2 separate regions of the Mus musculus genome follow, and region 2 is linked to region 1. Evidence: chromatin contacts called from public targeted proximity ligation data. All regions are on one chromosome and are shown on one strand. The core of a region is the stretch at or near the end of the contact, and the rest is flanking DNA. Distances in the headings are between cores, read along the strand shown.

Evidence for each region.
Region 2: a contact with region 1 is called in a targeted proximity ligation map of pancreatic cancer cells. A contact is called at or near these places in 1 of 130 datasets of targeted methods (pancreatic cancer cells) and 1 of 9 other capture datasets (embryonic stem cells).

What each region holds. Positions count from the first base shown.
Region 1 is chr19:17,008,195-17,015,418 of GRCm38.p6, forward strand. All of the region lies in intron 4 of Prune2 (prune homolog 2), which reads left to right. Among named protein-coding and RNA genes, the nearest start is that of Prune2, 56 kb to the left of the region's middle.
Region 2 is chr19:17,331,380-17,338,603 of GRCm38.p6, forward strand. Gcnt1 (glucosaminyl (N-acetyl) transferase 1, core 2) reads right to left here. Exons shown (of 3, transcript NM_173442.5): 2 at 1,731-1,877. Among named protein-coding and RNA genes, the nearest start is that of Gcnt1, 22 kb to the right of the region's middle.

The DNA.
Region 1 (7,224 bases), core at 1,942-4,441:
GCTTTGTTCTATATCTGCTACAAAATCAGTTACCTTTTAAAGGCATAAATAAGGCAATGACAGTTCCCGGCTACAGCTCTTCACATTCAGAACTCAGACCCGTCATGTTTCTGAACAGCATGGCCTTTTCTTTCCCCCTTCAAACATCCATTTTCTCATGAGATTCATTCCCCCTGGGGGAGGGGGTGTTTCAGATATTTCCAAACTTCTCACTCTGGGGGACTCACACCTCCTCTCCCTGTAGCATTCTTACGCCCTCTCTCTGATACTCTTTTTCTACCTGTCCCTCCAGTCTTCTCTACTTGCTCTCTCCAGAATGTCGGTTTCATGAAGAAAGCCCTTCTGTGCACTGTCCACTGCCCTACCTGGTGCCTCCACTCTGACTGGCACATAGTAAAATTCAGTGGGATGAATTTTCCAAGAGTGGATTTGATTGTGTGAGGCAGTGGGGGAAGATATGGAAGAAACCGGGAGAGGATAAACAATAATCAAAATATTTTGTATGAGAAAAATCGATTTTACTAAGAATTTTGACAATTTTTAAAAATAGTATTTCTACACTCTCTGTTTTCATGACGGCATTGATTGTGGGAGTGTCTGATATGCAATCAGCTGCTGTTGTGATCCATCCTGCTAGTATTCTTACTGTCTAGGGCATGGACACTGTTTCTTTTCCTAATAACCCTTTTCTCTAATTCTCTTTTCTATTTTAGCTTGTAGAAATCTTAGTGGCGTTTATTTTCTTGTTTTTGCAATGACTCGCTTTTGTTTTCGTTGATTGTCATTGCATGTATAATCTTAAGGAGTCTGTATATAATTTTAACCCGTTGTGAACCATAGTACATCTAAAGAAAAGGATGCAAAATATGTTTATAAAAACATAAATATGCAGCTTAGTGAATCGTCAGGAAGGAAACACCTTTGATAATTTACCCATCTAAAGAGGTAGACTGTGAAGACACTGCATCCTTCTCATGCCCACAGCCCACTCCTACCTGGAGGCAGGCAGCATTCTGATGCCATAGCACAAACCCTTTGCTTTGCGTCATACTTTAGCCAGCCTTGGGTTCCTTCCCCAGGACACTACACATGAGTTATGTGTGGTTATGTGCTTTACACCAATGGACACATATGGTCTCTACAACACAGGGAATTCCAGCAGGAATCACATTCCTGTCTCCACTTGCTTCAAGAAGCTCACATTGAGAGTTAGAAAGTGGATACTGTTGCCACCGCTCCAGGGTTTCTATGATATCTGCATCTTATTCTGTACTCTGCTGCTCTTTCCCTCCATCCCGACTCTTTTACTGTTTTATTATATTTCATGTCTTTTGGTAAGCTAATTCAAATATTCAGTGCAGGAAGGATTTACATGAAAAAAACCCAATGATTCATAGATAACTGTCTTATAAGAGCACATACTATGTTTAATGTATATGTCTAGATCCTAAGGTGAATCAAATGTACACTGCCTGTACAGAGATTGCTTGTCTGTCTCAGTTCCTTTGTTTCTAAAAAGGAACAAACTAATTCTAAATAAAGGTTGCCTTTCCTTTTCTTCCACCAGTATCTACCTCTGTTTCAACTCATCTATCTCTGCTTATGCCTTTTTCTCAACACAAAAACAAACATTCAGGTTCAGTCATTTGATTGTCTTGGTCCTAAAACTTACTACTATAATTATCTATCAAACTGTTTGCAATATGCTATGCAATTTCCTTCAAATATTGAAGAAGAACCTGATTGCTACGGTGTTGCTAAGTGGTCGTTTGCATACCTATGATGCCGCCATTGGTTGCAAGATCTCCTTGTGTTTCTCTGATAGTTTATCTTGACACTGTGTCCTTTTGGCCCTGAGGACAATTAGTGGTATTTGCTAACAAGTAACTCAGCGAAGCAACAGTGTTTCAAGGTTGGTGGAATAATTAGCCATCTTGAGACAATTTGAATTTAATTTCTCTTCTTTTAAAATAGCTACCACTGTTTACTAACTGAGCAAATTTGGACAACACTACAGTAGACACGTTAGTTCATCCTTGGAATAAGTCTGTCAGTTTGGTGGTCCCTGTTGCCAGCATCCTTGTTTCCCATGGCTTTTTTTGCAGTTTCTTTGTACAGCAGCACAGATCTCCTGAGTCAGGTCTTTCACGCTGATGAAGCTGTGTTTCCCAGAGGAGCCCACATTCAAGGTGGAGTTTCATTTAATAAAGGTGCTACTGGTGAGCCACAGAAGGAAAAGAAGCTGCTGTGCCTTTGAAGCATCAGCCTGAGTTCTGCAGAGAGAGAGACACCAACCAAGGCTGCTGGCTTTCTTTCCTCCAGCCATGCAGATCTCAGCGCTGTACCTCTGCCTGTCTTCAGAGTGCCAGCACTTAGTTTCTTTGTTCACAGGCTTCCTCCCTGTCCATCTTTGTATAAGCTTCTTTCTCGGGTACTTGGTCTTCAGCTCTGTGGAGAGTTTTCATTTCCCTTCTGAGGTGTGCTGCAATAGGAACCTGCTTTTCTCCCTGCCTGAACCCTCTGTGGTTACAGGAAGAGAAGAAAATGCCATGCAGGTCGGTCCTTAAACAGGAGCGTTCTCAGAGCCACTGTATATTGTTTTAATTTAAAAGTTAGTAATTTCAAGGCACAAATTGATGCCGTCTACTTCATCCAGAAAGGCATATATTTATAAAGTGTCACTTTTCAATTATTTGTGTAAGAAATTACATGTTCAGGAAGACCCAGCTGTCATGGCTGGTAAGATCACTGACCTTGGTACTTGGACCCTGATATCTATCTTCTGGCTTTTCCTGTCCTACCTGTCTTTGTCTTTATTGTGTGGTCTTTCCTCCCTCCCTCCCTCCCTCCCTCCCTCCCTCCCTCCCTCCCTCCCTCCCTCCCTCCCTCCCTCTCCTCCTTCCTTCCTTCCCCTTTCTCTCTCTCTTTTTCCTTCTTTCTTTCTTTTCCCCTTTCATCCCCCTTTCTTGCTTTGCTTCCCCCTCCCTTCTGGAAGATTCTTTTCTTTATTATTACTTTCCAACATGCCCAGTGTGACCATATCTCATTGTCACATTTTGCAGCCTCAGGTTTATGTTTAGTCATGCTCTGGCTTTGTGCCAAGTACAGAGCCTGGCAGACTGTTCCACCTTTGTGGGTTTATTTCCTCAGAGATGTATTCTAGGGGACAGCTGCCAACTCTAAGAGCCATTAAATTGCTGAATCATCATATTGAGAGGGGAGTGGGTGTGGTGTGTGTGTGTGTTTCCAGGAGCCATCTGGCAGTGAGATCTCAGCCACTGATTTCCAAACGTGCTTCTGTCAAGTCCACGATTTGCCCAAATGGCCCTTCAAGTTTGTTTGTATAAGGTCTTGACAGCAGCCGCAAGCTGAAGACTAAAGCAAACAGCAGCTCTTGTTCTTAGCTCTAGGATGAAGTGGGAACCACGCCCAAGTCCTCAGAAGCAAGCTCTCCATTCTCCAAGCAATCAAGCAATCTCAGCTGACCTTTAATAAAGACTAGTTGTTTGCTATTTTGGTAGACTGGATTAGCAGCTTCAAAAAGGTCCTTATAAGGAGGTCAAATGGGAGAGGAAAAGAGCCAAGGTGGTGTTTTTTTTTTTTTTTCTTTCTTGTTCCAAGGGTGACTCATCCCATTTCCAAATGATGATAACATCCGAGGGAATTACGCTGTCTACTTTGCTTAGGAAGAGACTAGAGGTAGGGAATAGAAATTATAGTTTCTCCTAGAAAATCAAAGTATCTATTCAATCTTGGTTTGATTTTTTCAGTCACACAAAGGTATCCTTTCTCTTAATCTCAGACACTCTAAATCTGTAAGGATTGTAAACAAGTAATGTGCTTATTTCTGTATCTTTTAAGCTAAAATGGGCATTTCATTGTAAGTCTTTTTTCTCCTTTCTCTTTTCCTTCTCTGCCTACCTCTGTCATCCATTCTTTAATGTTTTTGTTTGTTTGTTTGTTTGTGAAAAAAATCAATCCCAGGTAAACAGAAAGAGGACTTTTTTTCTGTTAGGAATTCATCGTGTAGACAACAACAATCTCCTGCGCTGACTGTCTCCCAGTTTCTGATGCAGTGGGGTATGGGCAAGGTTAGCAGGCTGCAATTGCTAGAGTCTGTTTACATCTCCATTCTTTTGAACAAAAGATATTATGGTTGATTTTTTTTCTATAGAAATGAAGCATTTGTTATATTTTTATTATAATTGTTTTCTTTGTAGCTTGCTCTTAATTCTCTGTCCCTCTTATCAGCCTGGGAATAGCTGGGAGACCGTTAGGTACGGGTTTATGGATTGTTTCTGTCCTCACACTTTGCTAGAAGTTAAATCAACACTCGTTAAGAACCAGGTTCTAATGTGCAGGCAGGTGTTCTTGGCTACCGTATACCTTGGTACCGATATTTAACAAGCTATATAATTAATAAATGTTTCTGAGATTTCAGAACAGAGATAGTGGAACTTCACATCAAAATTTTTACTTTCAGTATCAAATATATTTCATGTACTTATCCAACACCAAACCAAACCAAACCAAACCAAACCAAACCAAACCAAACCAAACCAAACCAAACCAAACAAAAACCCAAGTCAGATTTAGAGCTAGAATAAAAGTTAGCTGCAAGCGGGGTGGTGGTGGCGCACGCCTTTAATTCTAGCACTTAGGAGGCAGAGACAGGTGGATTTCTGAGTTCGAGGCCAGCCTGGTCTACAAAGTGAGTTCCAGGACAGCCAGGGCTACACAGAGAAACCCTGTCTCAAAAAACAAACAAACAAACAACAAACAAGTTAGCTGCAGACTCCTCCTGTGATGCTTTTCTACTGCATCAAAGCTCATGGAGTTGTTTAGACTCTGGGTCTGGTTCATTCGAGTGGGTGATGTTTTTATTTATTTACAAGGCTTTAACTAATAAGTCCTATAAAATAAATATGTTGCTAATGTGAAGTGCAAAATTTCCAGGGGTGTTCTGGCATGAAGCTGGGCCATAGCCTTTATCAAAGACAACTCAGGAGGTGGAGAAGAACACCTACTTGAATGGGGTCTCCAGTCCTTGATAGCAGGGCATGTGCTCACTGCTGTTAAGCCAGACTGCATCAGCCAGGGTCAGCCCTTAACAGATGCGATCTGAGAATTCAGCTAGCTGCTGCTAAGCCTGATACCAGGGAGGCAGGCAGATATGTAAACACGCTGCCTCACCTTTATAGAACTTGAAGAAAAATGCATTTTAACTTTTTAAATACTTTCTTGGAAACATATTATTACATATTTATCATCACTGTTTGTTCTGATGCTTATCCATCATTTGTAACGATTGCTCTTACAGTCATTTAAAAATGAACGCCACGTAGACTACTTATTGTTATTGAGGCACATGCTCAAATTTTATCAATATAATCAGCTTTATTATTTGACAACAGCTTTATGCACTTTACCAAAATTAAAAGAAAGAGTTAATAAAGAAATACTCAAGTCAAAGAAGAGTTGATTCTTACTTTGATCAAGTCAAGTACATAATGGTATTTTGTACTTCAATACCATTAAACTTAAAATTTGGCTTTTTTTGTGATTGCTTATATGAATACAGTTTTTTATTGCTGTTCTTAGATGTGGCAAATTGCTTCATTTACTTACTATTCTCAAGCCATTTCTAGATTCTTCCAGGCTTCTGAAAACACTTCTTGTGAGAGGAAACACAGCTTTAATTCCTCCCCCACCTTCTTCCTCCCCCTCCCCTTCCTCCTCTCTTCCCTCTGCTTCTCTGCAGTTGTTTTGGTTAGTGTATGCTTTCTTTCTCACCGATTTAATCTTTTTTTTTTTAAATGTAATTTTTAGCAGTCTCACTGCCTACAATATATCTTTATCTTAACTATGGTTTTGGTTCATAGTTTTTCTTAAATGTTAGAATTCTTTCTCTCCCTTCCCTAGCAGGAACTGTTCATGCGCATATTAAAAACCCTCTTCTTCTTAGATCCCTACATTTTCCTCTCCACGCTTCAGCATACATTCTTTCTTCTGACTTAGTTTCCAGTTCCCCACCACATCTGATCTATTGTGGAAAACGATATGAGGTTCTTAAGGCCAGCCTTTAAATTGAGAATTTTAAAATTTCACTTGATTGGTTCTAAGATTGTAACTCTCTGGCCAGTTTCGTCTCATTCCCTTTGGCTCTCTCCATTCGTCTTCTCATGAGTTTTCCTTCCACAGTTTACAATCACTCCGTTTTAGTTCCTTCTACGGAGTAGCCATTGAGTGATGGCTGAACATTAGTTACAGGATCAAGGTGGAGAGAGTGGACTTCCTGTCCCATCTCAGAGCAGCTGATAGAGAGCCGCAGAGACCACATCTGTTCAAACTGACTCAGAGCAGGGTTTTCAATAAGTGGAGAACGTTCCGTTTTGGTCTTACCCTTCTCCTTGACAGCAGCTGGCAACTGTTCCCCAAAGATAGCCAGCAAGCAGATCTTTCAGGCTTTGTTGAGGCACTTAAGTCTGACCTCATATATTTTTTTAAAAAGCCTATGAACAATGTAGAAATTAACAGGGATGGCTGTGTCACCATAAAGTTTATTTATAAGATCAAACCCAGATGACTAAGAGACCTTCTCCCTGAATGCTTTCTCTAAGGCCTTCTGAGACCACTGTTAGGTCTAAGGGCTTCTCTGCCCAGTGGCTACAACTTCTGAATTAGCAGCTGCTTAGACAGGAAGGCTGGGAAGCTGGGCCTCTGCGCTGTCCATGCACAGTCCTAGCTTCTAAGCTGCGACTGGGGGCCTCTGATAAGTTCGCAGGTTTTGTGTTGTTGTGCATAGAACTCTGTTCTTCTTCAACAGGCCATCCAGAAGCTAGATAAATGATTTTTTTTTTGGTTTTTTTGTTTTTTGTTTTTTTTTTGTTTTGTTTTGTAAAATTTGCATTTGTGTTGGTCTTAAATACAAATAGAAAAGATAATCATTTTTTATGTTTTATATTTTTATGTTGAAAATTACTCGTAATCTCTTTGGTCACCTTCCACTTTTGCCTGGTGATTTTTACTAAATCTGTCTCACCTTCTTCATGGTAAGATGCTATTCACATATGGCCCGGCAATGAGAATACAACACAGTTAATATGATTACATGCTGTGCGCCTAGATTGGGCAGATCTCCCGCTACATTACCATCTTCCCCATCTACGAGATCCCTTAGAACTTCCGGTTTCTCCAGGCCATGTGCTTCTGCTCTGCTTTTCT
Region 2 (7,224 bases), core at 2,447-4,946, 320 kb after region 1:
GAATCTGTTTAATGGACAACACTGACTTGCATCTCCTACATAAACTCTGACAGATTATAAGCCTTACAAAACACAATCCTTGGGCTCGGGGTGTAGCTGAACTGGTTGAAGGCCTGGTTGGCAGGCAAATATCACGGGATCCAGTGGCCAGCACCACATAAAATCAGACACAGAGCTCATCCGTAACCCTAACATTAAGGAGGTAGAGGCAGAAGGGTCAGAATTACAAGGTCATCCCTGGATACATTATAAGTTTGAGGCTACCTGAGTAAAAACAAAATAAACAAAAAACTAAACCAAACAAACCAAAACAATACCCACTTCTATAAATTGCAACTATGGTAGGTCTAAATTCAAATGCCAAGAACCCAACCAACTTTTAATATATAAAATAAATAATGAATAATATTTATATATACTACATAGTATATTATATGGTTTATATTTATATATTTTAATTATGTGTATATAAATATATAATAAAAATAAATATAAGTATGCTTATAAAACTACATAGTATATTAGTCTATATAAGTATATTAGAGCATACTATATATAATTAGTATATTATATATACTAAATAATATAATATAGTTTACTATATATACTAAATAAATAGCACAGTGTGTGTACACTCACTCACACCTGTGAAAGGGTGAGTATGTATATGCTTGTATATGTGCATTGTTTCTCAGTTGCATTTTGTCATGTCTTTTTGCAGCAGGGTCTCTCATTGGCCTACAGAAGACCAAGTATGGCAGGCTGCCTGGCTAGTGGGCCCTGGGCCCTGACTTTATCTGCCTCTCAGCACTGAGATGGCAAACTATACAACGACACCAGCTGTTTTTCTTTTTCTTCTTTTTTTGGTCATGGACCACCACAGCTGGCTTGGAGTAAATTTCTGACAAAAATATAAGTGATGCCACCTGAAAATATTTCATTAGGAAGTACTTTGTTACTCCAACTAAAACAAAGTGAGAAATAAATAAGTCACTGATCATTATAAGTATAGGATAACATTAAGAAGGCAGATGGAGGGAACTTGAGAATATAATCCAGAGTGAGGTAACCTAGACCCAAAAGGACACACACCACAGGAGTCTAGCATGGCTGTCCTCTGAGAGGCTCCACCCAGCAGCAAACTCAGATGGGGATGCAGAGACCCAGTGCCAAACAGTAGATGGAGCTTGGGGACTCTTATGGAAGAATTGGGAGAAGGACTGCAGGTCCCAAAGGGGATTGGGACTCCACACAAAGACCAACAAGAGTCAACTAATCTGGACCCTTGGAGCTCTCAGAGAGTGAACCACCAACCAGACAACATACATGGGCAGGATCTAACCCCCCTGAACCACCCCAACATATATATCAGATGTGCAGCTTGGTCTTCATGTGGGTCCCAAACAACTAGGGTAGGAGGCTATCCCAAAAGCTGTTACCTGTCTGTGGGCTATGTACTTCTCGCTGGGCTGCCTTGTCTAGCCTCCGTGAGAAAGGATGTACTTAGCAGAGACTTGATGTGCTAGGGTAGGAGGATACCAAGAGGGGCCTCCATCCTCTCAGAGGAGAAGAGGAGAGGGAGAAGGGTCGTGGGAGGAGGTGACTGGGAGGGGGGGCCTGTGAGCAGTATGTGAAGTAAATAAATAAAAATAAATAGACTAAAAATAAACAAACAAATAACATTTAAAAAGAAGAAAAAGAAATAGAAAAACATTCGGACTTTATTTTACCGTTTAGAATCACAGGAAGCCTGAATCTGTTGAGGCTCTGACTCCTGGTGACATCCTGTACTTGCTCAGAGGGAATATTGTGCTGCCAAGTTCCTATCAAGCACCAGGCATCCAGCGATGACATGTCCCAGCAGGCTTTCCAACAGCCTGTAAAATAGAGAGGGAGGGGAGAGACGGTGCTGATGGTGTGTGCGCTTGCCGTATGCACACCACGAGAAAGCAGCTATTCCAGTGTGTTTACCCAACACCCCCTCCATCAAATATGTGGCTTGCCCAGGCCTCTACAGTCTTACTCTTTTTCTAATTCTATGTTTGTGGGATTTAGGTTAAACTCTTTTTCTTATTTTCTCTCTTCCTCCTCCTTTGAGATTCAAACCAAAGACCTAATGTATGCTAAATAAGCTGCATGGGATAAGCTTTCCAAGATAAACTCCAACAACATTCCCAAAATGAGTGCTAGGGAAGAGATTAACCGGCTAATCTAACTGGAAAATCCCACCCACTTTGTCCTCTCTATGAAGGCTCCCATGCTCACCAACATGTCAGCAACAACCTCACAGGTGAGTAGGCTGTTCACGTCATTACCAATACTTGAAGATTGTACTACTAACATATCAACAATGGGGTGGGGGTGGGGGTGCCTTGAGAGATGGCTTGCTGCTCTTCCAGCTGATTTGTTTGGTTCCCAGCAACCATGCCAACTGGGTCAGGCTCCATATTCACACACAACCATACACAATAGACATAACTAAAGATAAAATAAATATTAACTTAAAAATATCAACAATAACCAATATTCCTCTAAGTAACCCTTGCCCCTTTTTAGTTTCGGGAAGAAGAAAAAGAGCAGTCATTAGCAGATCAGGAAGTTAACTGGACAGAGACTTCCCCCTTTCCTTTTCTCTTTCTGAGGCAAAGTCTCACTGTGCAACCAAGTCCTGTGAATCTGTAATCCTCCAGCCTTTGTCTCTAGGGTGCTGGGATTACAGAGCTGATTAGAGACTTGAGTGGCTTCTCACAACAATACGAACCTCTTTCAAAAAAAAAGGCACTAAATAAATCCGATTTCCAGAGTCAACACTATATCACAAAATGCACAGCTACAACAACAAACACAAGACATGAAAAGAAACCCAAAACTTTGCCCCATACATAGGGGGAAAATGGTCAATCCTATCCCCAAAAGCAATTAGGCACTTGTCTTAAGCGACTAACTACTATCCATCCATTCAAACAAAACAGACTAAATAACTACTATACATCCATTCAAACAAAACAGACTAAATAACTACTATACATCCATTCAAACAACTTAAGAATTAAACAAAATTATGAGATAGCTAACCAAATTGAGACATTGAGACTGGCAGTAAAAAAAAGCATGGCACAGTGAGTCTATGAGACCCAAGTGACAACATGAAAAGCAAGTGTCTGGAAATGTGGGTAGGGGACTCCCAGAAGAAAAGAACAAAGAAAGAAGGACATGGAAAGAAATGTTTAATAATGATCGAAAAGCTGTATTCAAAATTGCCAAAATTTGGACATACGCTGTGCTTCGGTAAGTAAATAGATAAACATACTGAGGTATACCATAACTAAGAGCAATGAGTTCACAGCTCAGAGACTGTAAAGTGGAAATACGCACAGCCAAGACATAAAGACCTGGAGAGGACGTTCCTGTCACAGTTAAGCTGAGCTCAGCAATAGTTCCCACAGTGTGAGCGTCTTAAGCAGGGAGCCTATACAACTGATGTTTGGGTGGGATCATTCCTAGGCTCAGTGTAAGGTCATGGAGACAACAGTGGTGGCCGGAGCACTTCTGGACATGCTTAGCAAGTGTTGGCTGGGAACAAAGAAGATGTTCTAAGAGTGCATTCACAGGAGGCGCCTCCTCAGAGAGCCAGCCTCACTTGCTGGCTAACATACACGCAACAGCGACACATGACGGATTGACTAAAGGAAGTTGGTTATCTCAGCGCCACAGAAAGAAACCACTTGGAAGAGATTACAAACTGAGTCATGCCAAGTGCTTGGTGTTCTGGAAAAGAAAAAAACTTTAGAGAGAGTACTAAGATCAATATTTGTCAGAGGTGTGGAAGAAGTGGGGAGGACAAGTAAGTGCGCCTTGTTAACAACCAGAGACATTTCCCCATGTCATTGTGGCTAAGAGACATTACACAACCCCTGGGGATGATCAGCATCAGGGTGCAAGCTCACCAGTTGAGCACTTGTCCGGTATCCATGAGGCGCGGGTTTAATCCTCAGTGTTGAAGAAAAGGGTGGGGGTGGAGTTATATTAGTTATAACAAATATACCATGCCGGGGTGAATCCCAGCCACAGCAGACAGAAAGGACGAGCAATATTTACGCTATGGGTCTTCAAAAGGTTCAGGGATTGGTGGAGGCTGGTGCACCTTTCAAGAGGTTTGGAAGCTGTTTATAAAACACTTCGATCTCAAGCCTGGCCAAGATCCAAGGTTTCCTTTTTGCAGAAGTGCCTCAGGAAAGATGTGTAGGCTCCCCAGCAAAAGCCAGAGGGGCCCAAGCACGTGGAATAGATCTCATTCTAGCTCATGTGTTTGCCCTATCAGTGCCTGGAAATTTGGTTACCAATGCAAGGCAGTTTATTTACTGGGAAATCTAGATTTATAGACAATGAGACTTAAAATATTTCTCTTAACAGTGAACACCTCAAAGGAAAAAGACTTTAGGAAGCAGAAAACTACAGTCAGCATCCTCTCTCCTCAAAAAATAAATAGATGATAGGGTTAGTGAGAAGACACGGCAGATAAAGGTGTGCACTACCAAGCTCGACAATCCCTGGTCCCCTGGCACATGGTGGGAGGAGAAAACTGCTGACCTCCACACATGCACCACGACTCATGCAGGAGGTATACACACACACACACACACACACACACACACACACACACACACACAAACCTTAAACAAACAAGGAAAGTTGGAAAACAAAAACTGTGAGGTAGATTATATTGTCAGAAGGCTGCTAGAACAGTACTATCCTATGGTCTTCCATAAGTGACTTTGTCAGCCCACAGTTATCCCTGCAAACTCCCCCCCCCACACACAATTGACTATGTTGACCAATAGAGTTTGGCAGGAATGATACTGAGCACCGATGTCAGCCCATGTAGGAACATGCAGCTTCCATCCCGCTGCCTTGGAAAATGGGCAGTTTCTCCAGAATCTTCTTTCAAAATGGATTCCATGCTATGAGAAGAAGAAAAGGAAGAAATCAGAGCGTGGGACCCCAGCCATCAGCTCCAGTTGTTACAGGTGTCAGAAGCAAATGGATAAATCATCAGATGACTATCACTGTCACCATGGTCTTAACTGAACCCTGGAGCGTGTGAATGAAGAATAAAACAGACGGGGCTGCAGTCGAGGCGGTTTTCCTACAGCAATAGGTTAGTAGAACAAACAGGAAACCACAGAACACCTAGCAAATAAAAATATGCTCTTGAACATTAATGACATGGCAGCAAAAATGAGAACCCTCAATAGAAAGGGTAGAAGGAGCTATATAGACAAAACGATTCATGGAACAGCATGGGAAACATAGGAGTCTTACACAGCATAAGCAGAGACTCCCTACCAGAGTCAATGGAACCTGAGTAGAAGAAAGCACACTTACCCACCCCATGAACCCAAGCTCAGCTCTGACACAGAGAGTAAATCCCAGAACTGTGACAGAGCAGATGGCAGTAGGAAAGGCCCCAAGAGGGATGTGTTCACAAAGTTCAATGGACCGGAGTGAAAACACTGCAAAGCGGTTTAAACAACAGCGGCCCCGGGGCTGAATTTGATAGCTACTTTGAAAACAAAGCAAAAGAAGTGAACTAGGAACACAACTGTCAGACGCCAGGTATGTGCTGGAGTGACAGCAACCACACACAGCGCTTCCCATGGCTTAGCTCTGAAAATCTTGGGTCTTAGAATGTAAACACTATCAATCAAAATCCACTAAACCTATGCTCTAGGCTGTGGGATCTATCCCCCCCCCCCCCAGACCAGGGAAGAAGGGAAGAGGAAGAGGAGGGAAAGAATGGGAAGCAGAGGGAAGGAGAGAGATGCAGTTCCGTAAAACAAGGTCAGGAGCAGCAAGCCGCAGGAAATGAGTGTGGAAGGAGCCGCATTGCTCAACAATGCTCCTAGCTAATCAGAGCCCCGTGGGAGCACGGTTTACTTTGCTGCTGTAAAACAAGGGCCTCTTTCTACCTTTATTTAACCAAGAAACAACTATCTTTCCACAGTTTAGTATGCAAGGATCAGACAGAAGAAAGTCAAGCAAGGCTAAGGGTGCAAGGCAGGGCAGGGTTATTTTTACAGAAGACGCAGGCAAGGCCTGCAAGCCAGTGATTGTCATATCACATTTATCTTGAAATACGCAAGCAATGAAAGAAGATGGCCAATGCAGATGAGGACATTTCAAAACCACCATCTACTTGATGTAACCAGGACACATGTCTATTTGTCAAAATAGAAAAGATTCACTCATATTCATCCCCAAACATGCACTTAGGAGTGTAAATTTATTTACAGAAAGACCACTGCACAAAGATGGAGTTGAGAACAGTTAAGCATTTAAAGAAATAGGCTCTGTGGCTCAGGCTAGACCTCTGTTATGATCGTATGTAAACCATTGACATAGCCCCTCCATTAGGGAGAAGGATTTTTTTTTAATTGGGAATAAGAGAGAAAATACCCAAAGGCATCTGGAAGAGTCCAGAGAAGAGAGAAACAGACACAGACTCGACATGGCCAGGGCTAGAGAAGGAGGACAGTCGTGGAGACAGCAAGAGATGGAGACCAGAGAGAGCAGGGGCAGACAAATCGCATGGCTTATAAGGACTAGCTGCGGGGAAGGACTCTTTGGGGGATGGAGAAGCCATTTCACAAGTTCCTACGCAACACTGGCTTTTTATCTAACTCCAGAAAGCCTTCTTGAGTCCAGCTTGAGCTCATGTCTAGATCTATGAAGAGCCTGAGACCTGACAAGTATATTTTTAATACTTAAGAAAAAAGAATTAAGCATGGTGGTCCACAAGTATAATCCCAACACTTAGGAGACAGACAGGAGGATAAGAAGTTCAAGTACCAGTTTAGCCTGGCCTCTACAGCAAGACAGAAGAAGCTGGGCAAGGTAGTGCATACCTTTAATCCCAGCACTCAGGAGGCAGAGACTGGCAGATCTCTGGGAGGTCAAGTCCAGCCTGTTCTTCATAATGAATTCCAGAATAGCCAGAGCTACATAGTGAGACACTATCTTAAAAAAACAATTACGAGGGTGCTGGAGAGATGGCTCAGTGGTTAAGAGCACTGACTGCTCTTCTGAAGGTCCTGAGTTCAAATCCCAGCACCAACCACATGGTGGCTAACAACCATCCGTAATGAGATCTGATGCCCTCTTCTGGTGTGTCTGAAGACAGGGACAGTGTACTTACATGTAATAATAAATAAATTGTGAGGCTGG